2 separate regions of the Gossypium hirsutum genome follow, and region 1 is linked to region 2. Evidence: chromatin contacts called from public Hi-C data. All regions are on one chromosome and are shown on one strand. The core of a region is the stretch at or near the end of the contact, and the rest is flanking DNA. Distances in the headings are between cores, read along the strand shown.

Evidence for each region. A called contact is a pair of places that touch in the nucleus more often than the background predicts.
Region 1: a contact with region 2 is called in a Hi-C map of leaf, with 2.1 times the contacts expected there. The contact joins the promoter of LOC107901356 here to the enhancer-like site in region 2. A contact is called at or near these places in 2 of 34 Hi-C or Micro-C datasets (callus and leaf).

What each region holds. Positions count from the first base shown.
Region 1 is chrD06:7,722,954-7,729,714 of Gossypium_hirsutum_v2.1, forward strand. LOC107901356 reads left to right here and starts at 3,877. Exons shown (of 3, transcript XR_005914450.1): 1 at 3,877-4,853; 2 at 4,957-5,027; 3 at 5,589-6,532. It overlaps LOC121218272 (a long non-coding RNA gene), which reads right to left. Exons shown (of 2, transcript XR_005914454.1): 1 at 6,644-6,761; 2 at 6,101-6,341.
Region 2 is chrD06:7,578,037-7,584,624 of Gossypium_hirsutum_v2.1, forward strand. No RefSeq gene overlaps it. Among protein-coding and RNA genes, the nearest start is that of LOC107900313, 8.9 kb to the left of the region's middle. Within about 2 kb of position 1,670, at least 5 of the 9 cell types and tissues checked have an H3K27ac peak or open chromatin away from gene starts, as enhancers often do. A contact at or near this core is called in leaf, where this site is marked.

The DNA of each region.
Region 1 (6,761 bases), core at 2,627-5,126, 150 kb after region 2:
TATATCGAATAAATAAACTTAATTAAATTATTTCTAAAGTCATAGAATTTTTTTCTGATTCAAATGCAGTCCGATCAAGCGAGAAGAACTAATCGAACATATACAATTAGGCTGTAGTAATTGTAATTATCTCCATAAGCATCGTTTCAATAATTCGTACTTACTTAATTATGAAGTCAATCCACAAGAAATATTATGATTGATAGCTCCTTATTGTATACTCTTTACAAAAGCAATTCAACCAACTACTTTGTTCAATGATCTCATCATGTGTGTGTTACCCTCATATGATATCTTTGATTCATTTGAGTTAAATTCGTTCACTCAATACAACCCTATTTTATCTTATTGTCACCATTGTGTCTTCTTAATGATTAATATGATCATTGTCAACAAATGACTGTGATAAATTGCTAGTTCGAGAACAAGCAACCCGTGGTCACGTTCTATATTTATCAATCCACACAATGTCAATGAGAGGATATCATTAACTCTTTAATTGAGCTACAAATTCCATTGTTGCTAGTAGAGTCATGCCATATACAAGTCATGTACCCAACATATCGGTTATGGGCTCGATCATCTTTAGAGCATAAGCATCCACTAATATCAAAACACATAAGCTGCATATGCATGGTCAGTGACTAACTAAAGATTTAGGTAAATTACACCATGAACGTCACAAGTGAATTAATTCACAAACGGATTCAGAATTAATTCATCGTGGGTCCAATCCAATGTATCGTTCTATCAATGAATACATCTTTGTCTCTACTCGTGGAGTTAACTGATCCGATAGCCAAGACTAGCCATCTCCCCAATTGGAATTGTAGACAACATAATAATCCTTATCAGTGTTTGAATCAAATGCTCACTTCGATTCTTTTATATGATTACAAGCTTATTTTTAGATTATTTACTGAAGTAAGTTGCCTTTCTCGCACTGTAAACGTTTTTACAATGCAACTTGTCTTCAGTTTGAGCTTAGACAATCAATAAGTTAATATTTACTTGCACAATTTCGCTATGCATGCAAAATATAAAAGATATAATAATGAAATATAAAATCAACATTATTACTTATTCATCGTTTAAATAAATAGAAAACAGTTATATATTTATTACAATATGAACATATTTCCAAACAATTGTCTAGATGTATTCTTATATGATCATTTTCAAAATTGGTAAAACATTGGTGAGATTGAATTTAATGCCTTCGCGACAACATTTACTTCCACAATTGCTCATTTATGAGAGCTATAAAAGGTATAAAAAATTTAATCTATTAAATTAGAAAAGGAAATATCATATTCAATAGTCGAGAGCCTTTCACTTTCATATCTCAAATCTCAACCAAACAACACTGTTTTAAACAATGACTTTTGAATATTAGCTTCTAAAGGTTGATAAAAAATATTTTAGCAGCTTGATCTTGATATGCATTTCAATTTGATAGATTAAACAAGCACTTTGATATTCTGTAGTTAATAACATTTTTGTATGTATTAAAGTAAAAGATAAAAGTATTTTTTAAATGTGTTTGTCCAAATCAGCAAAATTTTTATTATATTATTTTTTTTATGTTAACGTTCACGTCAACATAAAATCAATTGGTTAAAAGGTTAGATATATTGTCGATTAAGTCTTGACTCAATTGGCATGGATATTGTTACCAATGTAGGAGGACGTAGGTTTGGATGCATTGAAGCGTATTATCCTCTTATTTATGAGTTGAAGAAGAACTATGGGTAGTACCTATCCACATTGTCACATTCAATCTCCAAAACCCTCAAGAATCTCATATTTTTTAATGAAATATTTAATCCATTGGTACAATTGTTTTAGATATCTATAACTGTAAATCGTTGTTCATATCATCAAAAATGTTAGATGTAATGATAAATGAAGCACATTATATTTTTAAAGATAAATAAAAGAAATTAATTTCAAACATTAAAAATAACCTTATGCTCTTGAACTTAAAGAAATAATCATATGCTTTATTTATTTAATTTTTATTTTTTTAAAATATCAATTAAATCCAATTGCAAAATTTAAAAACTTCATTCCTAATATATCAAATAATAACAAACACCTTGAATATTAGTCTTCATAAATACATGAAATGTACCCACAAAATCAATATCAAGTAGGAACAACTAAAGAAATACCCACAAAGTGTTAGTTTAATTTGTGAAAAAGGTTTTCTTATTAGTTTGGTCAACAGTTTACGATTCATTTAATCATTTGAAAGGCAAAACTCAAAATTAGTTAATCCGATGTAAGCTGATGTGAGACAATTCAGTAAAAAAAAAGAAACAGAAATGGACAAATTAACCAATAAAATTAGGAAAGCACTTTTTTTTCTTATTTGAGATAAATTACAATTTTTTATGTTTCTTCTTTTATTTTTATTTATTTATCTTGACTCTTGGTAGAATTTTCAAATTAAAAGTAGGATTGATAATGATGTAAAAACTTAAAACAAATTAATTTCTTTTCTAATTTTTAATATTTTGTATTGTTTATATTTTTAAAATTTTTAGACAATGATGTGATATAATTTTGGAGTATTATATCATCATACTTTAAAAAATCTGAGTTCAAGGATCAAATAAAAAAATTTGTCAAAATTTGAAACTAATATAAATAAAAAAATCAAATTCAAGAACTAAATATTATTTTAATTTTTAAATTTTTTTGATAGTTCAGAAAAGACTAACCAAGGTAAGAGTCCAGACCTAGTCATTTATTTGTTTTTAAAGAAATTTTTGCAAGTATATACAAAATATAATCAAATTTAAATATAAAATATATTCTAATAAAGCTTGCATATGATAAATTTAAGTTTATATAAATTTGGAGAAATCTCAAGTATGATAGAACTCAAAGATACAGAATTTTAATAGTAATTTATATTAAAATTTAAAAATATATAAGAATTGAATATAAGTTAAGTTTTAAATTTATATAATTTAAATTATTAATATATTAAAATACTTGTAAAATATTTACGTATATATGATTATTATAATAATATATATTCAGATCAGCCCATGTGATGAAAGCAAAGTAGAAAAAATTGGTTTAAATATGGGACCATTTGTAGTGTATAATATCTACATTACAAGGTAAATTATATCGAAGTGATGACAATTTAATGTCAATAACATTATCTGTTATCCATCTTTGGGAAGTGGAGCAGGTCCACATTACCTGTCAGATTGTCACCCAAATATGTAAGCACCAATTTCACCAAAGATATATATTATTTGTTTCCATCTAAGTGGAGGAATATGTATTGTCATCAGCCATCACATATATGGTACACATCTGATGTCAGAGTTTGCTTACACCTTCTGTTTAAACTTGGGAACTGATATATGCATTGGATTTTGATAAAAGTATGATGGAGTTTTTTTAATTAGAAATTTAATTGTATAGTGTCTTATTTATTTAGAAATCAACAATTAATTTTTTTACATTTGATTAAATAGTAAATTGGTCTTTTATTAAAAAATTTATCGTTTTCTACTGTTAAAAACTGATCCATATATGTATGTCAATATAAGTTGTACGTAACACCCTATGTGTAAACTGTCTGTATATTTTATCAATCATGCCAGTTTTAACATTAAAGATTGATAAAATTTTTAATATGAAGGACTAGTTTACTATTTGATCTAAGGTGTAAAGATTAATTTACTATTTTCTTGAGTATAAAGAATAAAATGTAATCCAATCCTTTGCTTTGCATGCCCATGTGCATGGACAATCCACATGGGCGGTTTGTTTGTTCCTTCTCTTTCTGCATAGGATAAAGATTGATGTATTAGAGTTTCTGACATATTTCCTTTCTTAATCTCCTTGCCCCACGTCTTGTTTGTTGCATGCTTCTTAGAAGGCAATAATGCGAAATGAGTTGGCAAGTAGAGTCAAGGAATTCAACAATGTTGCTTGTCTCTTTGTGGAGAAACTGGGTTTTCTTTAGCTATCCCTATCTACTTCATTTATACCTCAAAATTTAGAAACGGCAACATGGGGATGCCATGCCCATGGCTTGTCGTTATTGCAAATGGATAAAGTTGCCTAATCCAAGAAAAAGTGAAAACAATGATGTTTCTTTTACTTGCCATGTTGGATGAATTTATATGTATATTTCTTCTTTTCTTGTTTCATAGGCGGCCAAGGTGATTGCGTATGGCGATTGGTCTCATTAGAATTTCAGAGTGCATATTTGTGTGAGCAAGAGCAACTCACATTTTCCATGCCTACGGTTACCATATGGCACCATAATATTATTATTGTATTTACTTCATGAAATTAAAAGGTTTTAGTATTTATTCTTCATTTTATTGTGAGAACATGCTCTACTTTTGGGTCCCAATGATCCTACACCCTGAAGAAAAATTACCAATGAACTGTGTCATTAACATTCTCTACTTTGCTTAAAGTAAATTTCAGTGATAATTAGTTCTATAATCTGTACCCAACCGCTTGAGTTAAATCTTATTAGCATATTGAATTTTTAATAATACTGGTTAGAGGTATTTATGGGCTGCATTGGGTTGAATTGGGTTGGATTTATGTATAACATTAACATCATATTTTTGTGTTAAATTTTGGAGACGATAATGTCTTACTTTTTTTTTTTTTGTAAGACATTTTTCAATATTTTTCCTCTCCACATCCCCAGCAAAGAAAAACCCTCTTTCCCTTCCCTCTCCCCCTTCTTTGCAATTCCGACCCAATGCTTGGTGCTAGCCAACAACGCTTCTCAGTACCTGTCACCGACATTCATCTTTGATCTTCCCCTTTTCGACGACGACGTTCATCTTCCTGTCTCGAAGGTAAGAATGAAAAAAAAGAAATATCTAGCTAATGTCGTTTTTGTTGATTGATTTTTTTGAACCTTATTTGTTCTTTTCTTTCTACTCTTTTTTAACTCTTTAGCAGTTTTCTCGTTGGTCTTTTACTAGTTTCACTCATCAGCAGCTCACTCTTTTTCCTTGTTTATTTTACAGGTTAGTTTTGCTTCACCTCTAATAAACCTCATCCACTACCTTGTCTTTATCTGAATCTTTTGTTCTCGTAATTTCGATTTTAATTCTATTGCATATTTGATTGAACAGAACAATGAAAAGTTTTTCAAGGGAGTTTTCTTCTTATTCTCTTTGTTTGTATTTCTTGAAATGGCTTCTGTTGTTCATTTCTGGTTCTTTTTATTTATTTTTATTTGTATGAATGAACTCACATTTTAACTTTCCTATTATTCGTGTCCCATAATTTACATAGACTTTTAGTCTATTATGTTTGTTGAATTTCAAGATTTATGTGTAAAATTTGTGCGGCAATTCTGCATATTATTGACTTGCCATGTTCATGTATGAAATCATTTTGCTTTTGCCTAATTATAAATATTTCATATGATTTCTTTTGATGTAGTTAGCATGAATATTTTTTATGCTTGGTTTTGTGATTAATATAGAGATTCATGGTTTGGGGTCATTGTTACTTCTTTATATGCTACCTTCTTACTTCGTATATAATTGATATTCTTGTTCTTTAATTTGATAAATATTTAGGCAATCACATCAACTGGAACTAAGAAAGGTGAATTTTTGTTGGCTAATATAAGCACTGAGCTGAAGAACAAGAACATCACAACTAATGTCAAAGTTGACACTAGCTCTTACCATGGTGAGTCCAGCCTTCTTAGATATACTATCTAATTGTGATTTTTGGGGGTTTTATTTTTACTTTTTAGCTTTTCACCACTGTTACTGTTGATGAACCTGCACCGGGTTTGAAGACAATCTTTAGTTTTATTGCCCTTGATCCAAGGTCTGGCAAGGTAATGGAGACTTCATTACTCCTGTCATTAAGCTTTTTGTTCTTAAATACCAACATTTTCAACTTCTTGTTTGTCCTTCCCTTCTGCAAACTTCTAGGTCTCATGAGTACATGACAAGGTTTTTATTATTGTTGTAACAGGTGGAACTACAATACCAACATGAATATGCTGGCATAAGCACTAGCATTGGATTGACTGCAAATCCCCTTGTTAACTTTTCTGGCGGTGTGGTTGGAAGCTGTAGGGTCCAATTTTTGCCCGGCCCGTTAAATAAATAAAAATCAAACAGAAACAAAGGCTAATGTTTCAGTCCAATTTTATTACAAACCCAATAACGGGCCCAATAGTTAATTCCTAACCCAGGCCCGAAATTAATGGAAAAAGGAAGGGTTTGGAAACCTAGCAGCAACCTCCCTACTTCCAGCAAAGCCTCCAGCCGCCGCACGTCTCGAGGCCGACTCCTCCACGTGCGCTCTACAAACACCTGCAAGCACGAACTCAAAGAGTCCGAAAGAGAAGAAACAACAAAAAATAACAATTATATTCGATTTCTTTTTATTTTTCGGGCTATATAAAGCCGTTTTATTTTGTAAAATAGGGAGACCAATATTGTATTGAGGATATACTGAAAAATGGGGAGAAAGATTCAAAAGAAATACAAAGTTTTTTAAAATACAGAGGTGAATATTTTTTCGTTGTACCCAATTTGATGTTCATTGTTTTGTTAAAATCTTTTGTTTGTTTCTTATTTTCTGCTCAAAATATAAAAAAAGAAAGGGATCTTACCTCTGCCGTCAAGGACGCCGGATTGTTGCCATCTCCGCCGCGGTCGGAGCGTCGGCGCAGGCGAACAGCGATGCAAAAGGAAGGGTTAAAAGGAACCCTAGCAGAGCCTTTTTCTTAA
Region 2 (6,588 bases), core at 420-2,919:
TGGAGGCAACAAATTTCCCCATAAAATCGACTTGTTGACATCGTCAATATCAAGACATGGCAAACTCAAAGACCTTATTTATAGTGATTGGAAGCAAAATCCCGACGGGAGTAAGAATCAAAGTTGGTCCTTACCTTTCATTGCTGAGACTCGATAGGAAATTGATAATTGACTGGCGTTATGAACACCCCTTTTCAGTTCCTCACCCCATGGTCATGCTTGGTGAGTCAAATTGAAATTCCTTTTTGAATTTTTTTTCATGTTTTTCCATAAGTGTAAAGCTAAAAAAGTATTTGATTTGCTTGTGTGGAAACAGGGAGGAAGTCGATTACAGGGAGTTTCACTGGGAGCATGGAGGAAATAGAGGAGAGGTTGGTATTTTTGTAAGGAGAAAAATTCGGCCTCAATGATCGAAGTGGTGAAGATGGATTATATAAACACAGATATGGAGAGGCTGGAAAAAAAAGATGTTCGATATAGGTTTGTGGTGGATGTTGCAGGAAGCAAAGTTGATTATCAATAGAGCAAAAATATATATGTATCTTCAAATGTGACACTATTTTTGGAAGAAAATAAGGTTTTCTTTTACCTTCCCTGAGACGTAACAATCTGGCATTACTTCCATCGCAGTAAGATGTAAAACACCCTTTATATAAGCACCCAGCTCCTGTCCCCCCCTCATCTTCAGCTTCAAGAAAAAAGAACCCCATCAATTTCTCTGTTTTGTTTCATATTTCCTTTCGTTCATTTCCAACAATTCAAAGAAAATTTGAAACAGTGATCTCATTTCTTTGCAGCGAAAATCTTCTGTTTCTTCTCTTATTATTTTCGCTGCTTCTGAACCCTTGTTCACCGGCAAAAGAGAAGCCATGTACAGATTGGAGAAAACAGTGAACAGGCGGGAGAGAGATAACCCATCTTTTTCATCTACTCTGCTTGATAAAATCTACCGTTCCATCGATGGTGGTGACACCAGTCTAGAGGGAAAAAATGTAAAAGAAACAAAGCAAAGCTAGCATGAAATGCAACGGAAGCAGAGTAGTAGAAGAGGAAGATGAAGAAATGTCAAGTTTCCGACGAGCTCGTTTGATGGAGAAATGGATGGAAAAGAAGGTCACTGAAAAGGCAAATGCAAGCAGGAAACTGGTTTCACATATGGATTAATTATAGAGAAGTACTTGGTTTTAATCAAAAGTAAATATGCCACGTTCAATTATGGGTATTTGGAGAGTTTGGTTGAATCCAAAATCCAAATGCAGTTTTATATGTTCTAACTAAACTTAACTTCTGTGCATTCCCTCCATACAATCTTTTTCTTTGGACAATTCCAAAACTAATCAAACAATATTCTCTTTGACTTGTTGACCCCATCATTTGATTCTTAAAAACTATTAAATCTTTATTTAGTTAAACATTGATACTAAAGATCAATATGGAAGAGATGGTAGTGGAGTAAAGTCGATTCACCTCTGTAGGGTAGAGAGCGGTAAAAAATTATGGTTGAATGGGGAGATGACAAAAGGAATGAGAGACTTGATGTCATATCCTTGGTCCCTTTCCTCGCCCTTATATAGATAGATAACTTCTTGTCCTGTAATACCACATGACGAGTCATATTGGTGGGTCAAATATCAGTAGCCGAACTAATGTTGCAGGTGCAGGTAGGTTAGCGCCATACTGTCCTACACGGTCCCACCTGATGCAGCAGTCCCTTGCCATGGCATCTAATGAGTGAGACTACTTGTCAAACCATTAATCGAATGATTCTACCGAGGGGTTCCACAAAGAGTCTTACACATACTAAAGTCTTATTACAGACAGTCCTACTCCTAGTATAACACATAACATTTTGGCTTTTAACATTAATCGTAAAATAAGCTATTTCCAGCCCTCAATTAGAAGCATATAAGGAGTTCACAGCAGTTAGCAGCAAATGAAGGATTTTTTTGTGTGCAATTTTCCATTGGGGCCAGAGACTGCTATGCAGTTATCTATCAAATATCCAACTTCCAGGTTGCAATGAACCAAAAACATTGTCCCCATCCCCAATACACACCCATAAAGAGACCATACGTAGGTAAGAGCATTTGTTGAATTGCATGGTCCACGAAATCTTGGCACTTGTGGCCACACCACAGCAAAGGTGACCCGACAGATGACATGTGAGCCCTCACCTGCAATCAATAAGTAAAACATGGTGGATCTAGCCCAAAATCTATGGTGGCCAACTAACATTATAAGATACAATGTTCAATGTCTGATATAGATCCATACCTACTTCCTTTAATACCAGCTTCCTTCACCCATTCTGCACTTTTCACCAATTTTTTTTTGTACAATTTTATTAAATTCTGTCCGCATTTCAATTAATTTTCATCTTTATCCAACCAATGCATGTCTTTGAGATATATTTATTTTTATAAACTTTTCTATACATATTACAAATTGAAGTGGAAACGTAACAATAGAATGTAAATCCTCACTTTTGAAATGCCAATAAAAAATCATATCCACTAAGAATACGCGGTTGATTAATTAATTTCTATAAGAAAAAAGTTGTATTATCAAATAAATTACATTTTTTCTTAGCTATCTGTTGACACCATTTTTTTGTAAAACGAGGTCGACTTGGATCTTGAAAACGAAAACGGGAGTCGCCACCAATCCTTTTTAATAAGGTGCAATCGGATCACCTTGAAAAGAGGTTGTTTTTAATAAACGATTTGATTTCATTAAAACAACGATTTTGGTCCACGAAATTCAGAAAAACGGGTTTAGGAGTCGGTTACGTACAAGGAAGTAACGCCCAAAAATTGGTACCTAGTTGATTAATTAATGTCTAAATGCCGAAATTTGAAAATTTGAAAAAGCAAATTGAAATACGATCCATTTTTATTGATTTACACTTAAAAATCGTTTGAGTAAATTTGAAAATGAGTTAAAGACCCGCTTATTCCAAAGTAACGAAATGTTACGCCCCGTAAGTTGGGACGGGATATTTGAAACTTTAGAGAATAAACTTGACTTTAATTTTTATTGAAATTTTATATTTTAAAATTAAAGGGAACATTTCACCATTTAAGTTTAATGAGAAAAATCGAAACCCTGTAAGTTAGGGTACAATTTCTCGAATCACCCAAAAAGCGAAATGTTACCTTATAACGAAATTTCTTTTATTATTTTGAAATTCAAAAAGGGTTCTTTGCTATTTAGGCCTAACAAAAAAATCGAAACCCCGTAAGTTAGGGTTTGATTTTCTCGAATGGCCAAAACGCAAAGCATGGCCTTATAACAAAATTCTTACTTTGCATATTTGGATAAAAAAAATTTAATGTAACATTTAAAACAATGCGTGAATGAAGGGTTACATTGATGGAATGATAACATTATGAAAATACGAGCACACGATTCACAACTCACAAGATAGCAATAATCGCACTATGTACAATATTTTAAAGCCTACTAATAGTCAAAGCACATGAAATGAAGTCACATAATAACAATGTAAAATAAATAATGAAGATTTGAAATGAATACTATGAGATGCTCAAAATTAACAATATACATTTAACATAAATAAAACTTGGGATAGTTTGAGATAAACACTTTAAGCAATTCAAAATAAACACTACATCAAATGATTTAAAAAATGACATCAAAAAAGGTTTAAAATAAGTAACATATAAAATCAAATTAGAAAAGATAATCAAACAATTTAATATAAGTAATTAAAATGAAGTGCCAGTTATTAAATAGGTAAAAAAAGAATTGAAATGAAATAATTAATTAATTAATTGAGAGACTAAAAAAGAAACACATTAAGGACTGGATTGGAATTAAAATAAAAACAGTGGGCGAAATTTAAAAATAAAAAGAAATTGAAGTCGATTGGAACACATGTAAAACTGCAGGGGCCAATCGGGAAATTAATCCCTGACCCTTATACGCACCGCTTTAAACGGGACTAAAATGAAAGGTTAACAAAATTACACGGGAAAATTTAAGAAAACTAAAAAGGACACCATTAAGAACTAAATCAAAAGCGGAGGGATTAACCGCAAAAATAACCCATTTCATTTGGCCCAATACGACGCCGTTTATAATACTGATGCATGCGCATGGTTCTAGGACCAAATTACAATGTAAATAAAATTTAGAGCCGCAATCAAAATAAACAAAAACTACATTGAACATGTCCAAAAAAGCGGGGGACTAATTGCGCAAATATTCCCCCCAAAGAAACGCGCGGATCCTCAGCGTGGGTCAGGTTTTCGGGTCAGACGCAAAACGGCGTCGTTTTGGCCACTGAAGCTAAGGCTCAAAATGGCGCCGTATTACCCTTAATAAAAAAACTAAAAAGAAACAGAAAAAATCAGTTTCACCCTATTTTCTAAAAAAAAAACGAGAGCTTTCAAAATCTCTCCCTTTCGCACCCTTAGATCTGGCCAATAGGGCCACCGCTGGCGCCACCACGGCCGGAGGCTGGCTTTGCGCAAAGAGGGCGTTTCAACCCTCGCTTCCAGCGCGCTCAAAGCCCGACCCTTTCATGCCGAGAGACCGAAGGAAAATAATTTTCTAGCCCTTTTTGGTCCCAAATCCGACGACGGCGATGGGCCTTTGACGGCAGAGCTGTGGGGGCGGTTTAGGTATTTTCCCTTTTTCTTTTATATTCTATTACTTGTTAAAGCCGGTTTGAAAAAGAAATGACTAAATAAATAAATAAAATGAAAAATAAAAAGGCAAACAGAAAATAGAAAACAGAAAGACGAAAAGAAAATAATTAGATTTTTCAACCTTTTTCAATTTCTGTTTTGTTCTTTTGATTTACTGATATGAGTAAAAAAAATACAAAGATGATGTTCGGGCTCTTATAGCCGGATTAAACAACTTTTAAGTTCTATTCTTTTGTCGTTTTGCCATTGTTTCTTCCACTGTTGCGTGTGAGTCTTCATTTTGCAGGCGTCAGAGGCGTGGAAGGCCAGTGATAGGCGAGTCTCGGCCGGCGGCGGCGTGCGAGGAGGTGGAGCGGCGCGCGTTGCTGGAGCCTGGGCATGCGGCGCTTAGGCTTAGGGTTTGCTCCTTTCTGCCGAAAATGTTAAAGTTGTTTGGGCTAGGTTTTTAATTCATTTTTGGGCCTGTTGGGTTTGTAATAATTTTTTTTAATGTTTAAACTTGGTGTAAATGGATTGTTTTTTTTGTTTTTATTATTTGGGTTTATTTGGCTGGTATGGGCCCGGGCAAAAATGGGCTCTTACACTATCAATTCGGGTTATATATTTTATACTAACAATTAAATTCATTAAGAAAAAAATTGATTCTAGGTTACAAAACTTAAAGAATCAGAATCTCGGGATAATCACCGCCCCAAGTATAATCTGAATTCGAGTCGCACTAATCATATTGTTGCCCTCCTATTATAATTAAAAAAAAACCTAGAGAGCCCCCAAAAAGTAATGCATCATTGCTCCATCATCAAAAGTGATGGTTTAATCTAACACTTGGTTCCGTATAATACTCATCTCTCTTCCTTTTCCCTATATTGTAGCTTCCAAAAAACCAAATGATGGTTTAACAAGTATATAAGAAAAAAATAGAACTAATAACACTATTATGTGAAAATTTAAGTTCATTCATAACCCTAAAAAACCTGCAGCATTCCTGGAAGACTGTCCCTAAATTTCCCTCTCCGGAAAAACGTTTGCTTCTTTTTATGTTGGATTTCTTTTTTAATCCCCCCACTCTTAGTTGTGAATTGGAGGTTTTCTCCTAGCTGGAGAATAGTCCATTTCAACAGTGTCCATAATGTTGACATGGTGGTGATAGACGTCCGGGTGTTGGGAAGTTGTCGGTGAACCAACAAGGAATTTCTCTTGCTTCCCACCATTTTCTTCCTCGACGGCTGGTTTGAGTGTTGAAATTGGTATAACTTTGTTTTCTCCCTTCTCTTCTCTCTGTTTACATAAGTCACATGTAAAGGGAAGGGAAGATCTAAACCGTACCTATGGAAATGTACATGTTAAACTATTAACTATAAACCAACCTTTGAAATGGTGGAAGATGTAGGAGTTATAGCAGAAGTTGCAGTAAAAAGTTTCCTACCCTTTCCTGCAAAAATGAATGTTAAAAAAATGAATCTGCTTTAGATTGAGATGTATATGTGTTGGATTTGTTGCACTAGAAGACAACATATGGACTTTGTCCATGGTTTTTGATTGATAAAACTTTGAATTCTTACACAAATCAAATGCCCCCATAATCCTATAATATGGTCCAGTGAAAGGGAAATTATTATTCATATATGGTTAGACGAGCTTCTTGGTGGACAAAAGGAATTTGTCAGATTACATGGCCTTGGTAACGGTTTTTATGAGGGCTTTAAAGAATAATGAAACAACTAGCTAAGCCTGGTAGTTAAAATATGGTAAAAGAACTAATCCTAGGGAGGGAAATTTTAATGGTGCCTTGGCCTGTGCTTCCTAGGTCCATAGTAGTCTTCATGAATGCTTGGTAACCAGTGGTGTGATTTTCTCTTCTTGGTACCTGTACAATGCCCTTGTTTGCAGAGAAGGATATCTCCCATAGCTCCAT